Regions from separate parts of the Mus musculus genome. Here region 1 is linked to region 2. A link is a contact called in public promoter capture Hi-C data. All regions are on one chromosome and are shown on one strand. The core of a region is the stretch at or near the end of the contact, and the rest is flanking DNA. Distances in the headings are between cores, read along the strand shown. Region 1 holds the start of Pias3 (protein inhibitor of activated STAT 3). Region 2 holds the start of Pip5k1a (phosphatidylinositol-4-phosphate 5-kinase, type 1 alpha).

Region 1 (3,916 bases), core at 260-2,759, 1.6 Mb after region 2:
CTCCCCCCTTTACAAATATTTACTGGACAAATGACATTATCCCTGAGGCCCCAAACAACTATAAAATGTGGAGTTTTTACGATAACTAGTATAAGGAACAGTGCCTTAAAGTAGCTATCTTTATAGATATAGAAATGAACTACTCAGCCAGGCAGTGGTGGCTCATGCCTTTAATCCCAGCACTCGGGAGGCAGAGATAGGTGGATTTCTGAGTTCGAGACCAGCCTGGTCTACAGAGTGAGTTCCAGGACAGCCAGGGCTACACAGAGAAACCCTGTCTCGAAAAACAAACAAACAAACAAACAAACAAAGAAATGAACTACTCAAATCGTCAGGTTAAGTGACCAACTTGGTTGAAACAGGGCCCTTTGGAGGGTCCAAAGCTTTGGAGGAGGAAGTAGGCACTTTAAAGAGGGGCAGAAGTGTGTCTTCTGTACCTGTATCTCCTTGTGTTCACCAACTGTGGGATCCCTAGTTACTGAAAGCATATTTGGAGGTTGGGAGATAGAGGGTTATCTGTAGGGATTGGGCTGCTTATTTTCCATTTGTAGCCCAGGTTTTCCCCCAGATAGATGGAGATCTCATCCTATAACCTTTCTAAACAACCAGAGTCCCAATGCACATAGTCCCAGTCCAGCCCAGTCCAGGCTCTACACTCCCTCCCGCAAGGGATCAAAGGACTACTCAAACTTTGAATGCCCAGAATCTCTTCTCTCCTCAGCGCTCAGAGGAGTTAATAACTCCCGCCCGGCTCCTGGGCTCCGCCCCTCTCCCCTCTCCGAGGTCCTGGCGGGCTTACCCTGGAGGGGGCGGCCCCAGCAGCAACGCTTGGCCGGGCGGAGCTCAGGCCCGGGCGGTGCTGCGGCTGCAGCGTCCAGCTGCCCGACTGAACTCCAGCCGTGCAGCAGACTGCCGGAGCTGCGCGAGCCCTTTCTGCACCGGGGCTCACCCCCGCAACTCTGCGGGTAAGTCCTGCTTTCCGCACCCAACTTTGTTGCCTGTCAAGCCTTGAGTCGTATGGCGCTAGCAGGACCTAAGCTTGTAATTGCTGTGTTCGGGGGAGGTGAAGAATTCGGAACAGCCGTCTCCAACAGTTCGCAAGTCCCCAACTTCCCCCAAAAAGGACAGGAGAGCATCACTTTCAGAGTTGGCGGGACTCTGGGATTTCGCTAACTAAACTTGCGGCGGAGATCTCCGGGGGACAGGGGCTCCAACTTCGCCGCCCCTCCCCCATCCCTCGGAGCTCCGGCAGTTCCGGATACTTTCCCTCCATCTTTCAAGTATCCTTGGCTGCCTAAAAGCCCATCCCTTCGGGTCCGCCTTCTCGTCGTTACCCGCAGGGCCCCGAGATCCCCGGGCTGCACACTCCCTGCGGGGCCACCGTGTCTCCCGCCGCCGGGAGACTTGCCCCGGCCATCCGGCTGCAGGAGAAGGGGCGAGGCCGGCGGCGGTCCGGAGCCCGGCGGGCGGGGCCGGGAAGGGGAGGTGTAGGGGGCCGGACGGGGCGGAGCAGGCGGCCTTTGCGGCCGGCGCTGGGGCGGAGAGTTTGCGCCGGTCCCTGGGCCTGAGCTCCGGCTCGGGCTGGGGCGCCTGCGATGTCTCAAGATGGCGGAGCTGGGCGAGTTAAAGGTACCGGCCCCCTCCCCCAGCCCCAGCAGGACTCGCTCGGCTGCCCGCTGAGGCGGGGAGGCGACCAGGCTGGGCGCAGCGGGATGGGGTGGGTGCGGGCGACGTGGCAGGGACTGGCTACAGGGATGCGCGGGCAGCGGCCGCGAAAAGGGGCTGCGGTGGCGCCCCGGGGGCGGGGCCGCAGGGCAGATGCAGGGGTGGGGCGGAGGGGGGAATTGTCGCCCCGGAGGGCCGAGGCACAAGGGGCGGGGACGCGGGGCCGTAGCCGCTTTTAGTAGTAGGTAGTTGCAGGGTACAGGCGGGCGAGGGAAAGCTCCTCTAGAGGCGTAGGGGTGAGTCCATCAGGCCAAGAGGTGTGACAGTGAGGGGGAGCCGTAGGGATGGGACCCGAGGACCAGATGTTATCAAGCTCCCGGGGACCTGAAGCTTAGGCTTGGGGCTGCTGTGGGCATCCGAGCCTTGGGCAGTACCGATAGGGGGGCTGAGACGTAAGGGGGCGGGGCTGTACAGGAGCGTACCTTAAGAGATGAGGCAGGAGCATCCTGGAGGCTTAGAGTAAGGAACTGTCCTAATGAGGTCCTGTGGTTGGAGAGGTAGAGAAGTGTGAACCACTGGATAGAAAAAAAGTTATTGAGCCAGTGGAGAAATAAAAACAAGTAGGAGGAGCCAAGGATGGAAAGGTAGAGAGAAGGACAAGGTTTTCATCACATTCCTGAAAAGGAGACCAGGAGGAAAAGAACTTGGGAGAGCTAATGGTCCACCCGTGACTAGGTCTTCTAGACATTCACAGAAGGGAGCCCTAGAAGGAGAGAGATCTTGCCCCACCACAACACAGTCTCCAAGGAACCACACCAGAAGATATCCTACAGAACCTTAGACCTTCATTCCCCCATCTTCTGGCTTCGCCCCATCCTTGTCCCGAGTAAGCCTGAGTTCTAGCCATTGGGCCATCCACGTTTAAGAGCTGACTTCTGTGCTTTGGTTCACAGACCCCATTCTCATTCTCTTGGGGTCTCTGTTGAGAAGTTTGCCTTGGTTCCCACCCTGGTGGCTATCTATGAATATACCATGTATGAGAGAAAGAAGGAAGATGGTAGTTCTGGACTGTTTGGTTTCAGACCCCAGGACAAGGGGGCTGAGGTGCATATTTTACATCTCAAAGCAGCCCTGGCCTCCAGGTTCTCCCAGCATCCCTCAGTCCCTACCTGGCATTCTAAGGCCTCAACCCTAAACTTTCCAGCCCAGGGGCTGGGCTGCCCTTCCCCCAAGGTTCTTCCCTATATAATCCAGACATTTTGTGCGTTCCCCCCCCCTTTCCTCCACCCTATGGCGATTCCCTTAGGACAGCTTCCTAATAAACTTAACTTTTTTTTTGTTTTTGTTTTTTTTTGTTTTTTTGTTTTTTTCGAGACAGGGTTTCTCTGTGTAGCCTTGGCTGTCCTGGAACTCACTTTGTAGACCAGGCTAGCCTGGAACCCAGAAATCCGCCTACCTCTGCCTTCCGAGTGCTGGGATTAAAGGCGTGCGCCACCACGCCCGGCAAATTTACCTTTAATCTAATCTAATTTGGCTTGAATTGGCTCATTTCACTGGCAGAGAAATTAGCGATCACTGACAGATGGAGTAAGTCTGGCCAATTACTGAGACTTGGGGACTTCTCCCCTACACATTTTGGTAGCTATCTTCTAGTAAACAAGACTAAAGGAGTATGGGCATGTAGGCAATGAAAAGGTGTGGATGATGATGATGATGGTGGTGATGATGATGATGATGGAGTGTTGAACTCTGGCTTAAAGCCCTGACTTTAAAAAGTTTCAATTCAGAAGCACGGGGAGAACAGGATGGATCAGGTGATAGGGAGGTGGCCGTGGGATACAATCCTCTTGTCACCTGGCCACTCTCTCATGGGCTGTCTGCCCTGAATCCTCTCCTTCCTTGTGTCCTATCTTTTTCCCAGGAGGCTAGGGCTCTGAGAGTCTGAGCCCTGAGAGACAATAATCAGCTTAAGGGAATCTCTGGATTAGGGGTAGGGATGGGGGCTAGGTGGTGCTTGTGGGTTCAGCTTGTCAGGTCAGAGGTACTCAGAGGTGGTACACTAGCTTTAGAGCACTTTTCAACACTGGGGACCGAGAGGAGCGGCACTGCCGCCCAGTAGCTCAGCTTCCATGTCACCAGCAGGACAGGCCCTTTTGAAGCCGGATCGTTTCTGTGCTCTTCCCCGCAGCACATGGTGATGAGTTTCCGAGTGTCTGAGCTCCAGGTGCTCCTCGGCTTCGCTGGCAGGAAC
Region 2 (3,718 bases), core at 257-2,756:
CTCCCCATCTTTATGAAGCCTAACCACAGGCCTAACCCCGACTCTTCTACAAGTCAAGGCTTCATTTCATTTACCCTCCTTCTTTTAGGGTGTTTTGACCTTGACCTCCCTCCTCATCCTTTAGATGTTTCCAATGTTTCCCTCTGTGCTGACTATAGTAAGCTCCCATGATCCCAGCACTAAGGCCAGTCAGGAAGGCATAAGAAGTGCCTGTATCAAAATACAAAACAACACAACTCCTCATTCCTTTCCACAGTTGTACAACCTAAAGATAGGAATCCCCTAAAGAGTTAATGTGAGAAAGTAAGCATGTGGCTGGCTGCTGCTGACAAGAGATGAGAGGAGGAATGACGCACTGGGAGGGGGGCGGGCGGGGGGTGGGGGAGGGAGTCTGAGCGGAAAGCCACTCCAGGAACTTACTCCCAATAAAATCCACAATTCCCATGACTCTCCATTACTTTTAAGTTCCATAATCCCCTCAACATTTTGATCTATTAATTTCACAATCACTTTGGTATCTACCTTACACCTTTATCTACCAATACTCCGTTTACGTTATTTTGTCTTATTAAGCCCAGATCCTGATGCATGCTAGACGAGATCTCCACTACTAAGCTGTATCCTCAGTCTCCACTGATTCGTTTCTCCACTCCTGTTGTCGTTTCTCTCTTAACCCCCAACCTTCAGTCTCCATCCTTCCTCCTCAAAGTTCTCAACGCAGTCGCCTCTGAGACACTGTGTGAGTTTTCGTCAGCTTCCCTTTTTCTCAGCGACATCCATCCTTTCCCCCAGACTCCTCTAGTAATAGAATTGTCTACTTCAAAGTCCGGTCCTGTCCTCCCTTAGGGGCAACCCCTCGGACATCCTCAACCACAGGTCCCCTCCCAGGACTCGGTCTTGTTCCCATCTCACAGTCCTCCTCAGTCGGCTGCCCGCGTCCCACCCGACTCACCTGCGGTACCAGCAGGGGCCCCGGCATCAAGGGATGAAAACCCGGCCGCCGCTGGCCCTGAGGAGGCGGACGCCATCTTGGCAGCCCCCTCCCCCTCAGCGGCTTCGCTCCCTTTCAATCCGGCTTTTCCTTTTCTCGGAATCGAATCTTCCCCACGTCTCTTCACAGAACCCGCGTTCGGCGGGCTTCTCACAGGCGTTGTTCAGGCTCCAGGACAAGCTCAGGACCGCACCACTTGCCCGGCATGGGGGAGAGCTGCAGTCTCGCACCTTCCTAGCAACTTGAACTGCTCTCCGCCAAAGCTACCTTCTCTTACCAGACAGGAACACTTGAGCCGGGCCCCGGGAGTCCCGCGTCTCGGATAGAACAAACCTAAAGGAAAACCTAGGCACCTGAGGTGCCCCCAAAAGCGAATGCCCCCCCTCCCTCACCTCCCCAGCCACTGCCTGTTTATCCCCAACTCCACCGCTCGGCTCAGGGTGGGCGGCCAAGGAAACCCCGGTATTGCGCATGCGCCACAGCTTCTCGGCGTTCGTCTATCTAGCCGGAGAAAAGAGAAGCCAATCAGAGGGGACTTCGGATCACGTGACAGATGATGCCACACCCCAAGGAATCCACCGACCGTAGACCGTGAGTCTACGGTGGCTCAGTAGGCCAATATAGGTTCGTATCTTTGATCGGGTTGCTAAGAACTCTTGTTAAGAATCAGCTGGACCGAGATGGACTGAGCTCCTCAAATGACAGTCCTGGAAAGAATTCGGAACGCAGCTCTGTGTCAAGTCCGAAATGTTAAGCTCTTGTGCACTACAAAACATCACAACCATCAAGAATTCTTCCAGCCTTTACTGTTTAAGGTGTCGGCTTGTGGGATCTTCCTTCTAAAGACATAAAAATAGATGTTTTGTTTACTTCAAACAGTGCTAGACACAGCGACAGAGTTCATTAAATGTAAATATTTGATAAATAAGGCAATGAGGATTTGTCAACAATATAAGAAGAAAAGTAAGAAAAATACATAAAAACAAAGTTTAAAAGACCTGATAAAAAAAAGACTACAGACTATCAAATAACCTCCCCCTATCCAAAGTCCTCCTTAGCATTCAGTTGCTAATTATCTATACTCCAAAGGGCATAGAAATACAGAGGGATTCTACTCTAGCCTAGTTGTCATATGAACTCTGCCCAGTTTTTTTTTTTTTTTTTTAAAGATTTATTTATTGATTATATGTAAGTACACTGTAGCTGTCTTCAGACACTCCAGAAGAGGGCATCAGATTTCATTAGGGATGGTTGTGAGCCACCATGTGGTTGCTGGGATTTGAACTCTGGATCTTCGGAAGAGCAGTCGGGTGCTCTTACCCACTGAGCCATCTCACCAGCCCTCTGCCCAGTTTTTACAAAGAACCCTAGCAGCTGTGAATATTATGGGAAGCCTAGGGAAGGCCTTTTTGAACAAGCGCTTCTGAAAAGCAAAGACTGTGTGCTAAAGTTCTATGTCCACCTCCTGTCACATTTTTGTACAAGGTAATCACTCAATAATTATTTGTGAAATGAATAAATAAAAGGCATGGGAAAAAACCTCCAGCTTATTGGTTCTAAAGTGGCCTGGACACCTATCCAGATGTTCCTCCAAAGGGAACCCAGGGCCAGAGTATCCATCAAATATCTCCCATTCCTTAACCTCAGATTTCTTCCTCTGCCTTCAAGACCTAAAATATTTGTTTCCTTACTGCCATCTGCTGGATTCTTTGTGCTCCCTTGGGTACTAAAGATTGACAAACTTCATTTGATAGAATTAGCATCACTAATTCAACAGCATTTTGACTCGGTAGCACTGAAGTATTGTATGTTGTACTGTACCTGAAACCTTCGCCCTGCTGTTACTGGTGTCAGACAGTGCTATTCACTCACAGGTGAAGTTGTGTCTCACAGATACTTAGTAAATACTGTTGAATAAATTGTCTATATTTCCAGAAAAGGCATTCAGTCACCTGGGAACTGTTAAGACCACTCATCAGATAAAGGCACCAAACTATGCCTAGGTCCATGAGATGGGATAAGAGAATTGATCCATTCAAGTTTTCCTCTGCCCTCCTCTTGCACAAGTTAACAAACACTTGAGTTAAGTGTAAACTCAGTTGATTCTATTTCCTAAGGTGCTCTAAAAATCAATTGAGGTAGAGATTAAAGCTATTTCAGACTCTGAAATTGTAAGTAGGCAAAAAGGACCTAAATGCATAAGGCAGTTAAAAACAGAATTATCTCCCTATAGTTTGTATTTCAGTTCTGAAAGAAAAATTAAAAAAAAAAAACATCTTAAGCTTCCTAGGGGCCTTTGTCTCTACATCGCCCAGGAAATGGCCACTGTCACAGCCCCACCTTGTGTTATCCGCTTATGTGTGTAACTCCCTCATAAGATGATACTTTTTAGAGCAAAGATGATGGCTTTTCATTTTTACAGTTCAAGAATGTAGACTATTGCCAGGCGGTGGTGGTGCATGTCTTTAATCCCAGCACTTGGGAGGCAGAGGCAGGTGGATTTCTGAGTTCCAGGCCAGCCTGGTCTACAGAGTGAGTTCCAGGACAGCCAGGGATATACACAGAGAAACCCAGTCTCAAAAAAAACAAAATAATAAATAATAATAATACACTATCTTTAAACATCTGGGCATGGTGGCACAGTATCTTTAAACATCTGGGCATGGTGGCACACTATCTTTAAACATCTGAGCATGGTAGCACACGCCTGAGGTTCCAGCTCCACAG

The links. Promoter capture Hi-C pulls out the DNA fragments that hold promoters and counts their contacts.
Region 1: a contact with region 2 is called in a promoter capture Hi-C map of pre-B cells, with 3 times the contacts expected there. The contact joins the promoter of Pias3 here to the promoter of Pip5k1a in region 2. A contact is called at or near these places in 1 of 39 promoter capture datasets (pre-B cells), 1 of 115 datasets of contacts at active chromatin or transcription factors (large pre-B cells) and 2 of 9 other capture datasets (adipose tissue and liver).

What each region holds. Positions count from the first base shown.
Region 1 is chr3:96,695,567-96,699,482 of GRCm38.p6, forward strand. It overlaps Pias3 (protein inhibitor of activated STAT 3), which reads left to right and starts at 1,510. Exons shown (of 14, transcript NM_001165949.1): 1 at 1,510-1,629; 2 at 3,854-3,916. The coding sequence starts at 1,606.
Region 2 is chr3:95,105,424-95,109,141 of GRCm38.p6, forward strand. It overlaps Pip5k1a (phosphatidylinositol-4-phosphate 5-kinase, type 1 alpha), which reads right to left and starts at 1,507. Exons shown (of 15, transcript NM_008847.3): 1 at 953-1,507. The coding sequence starts at 1,028.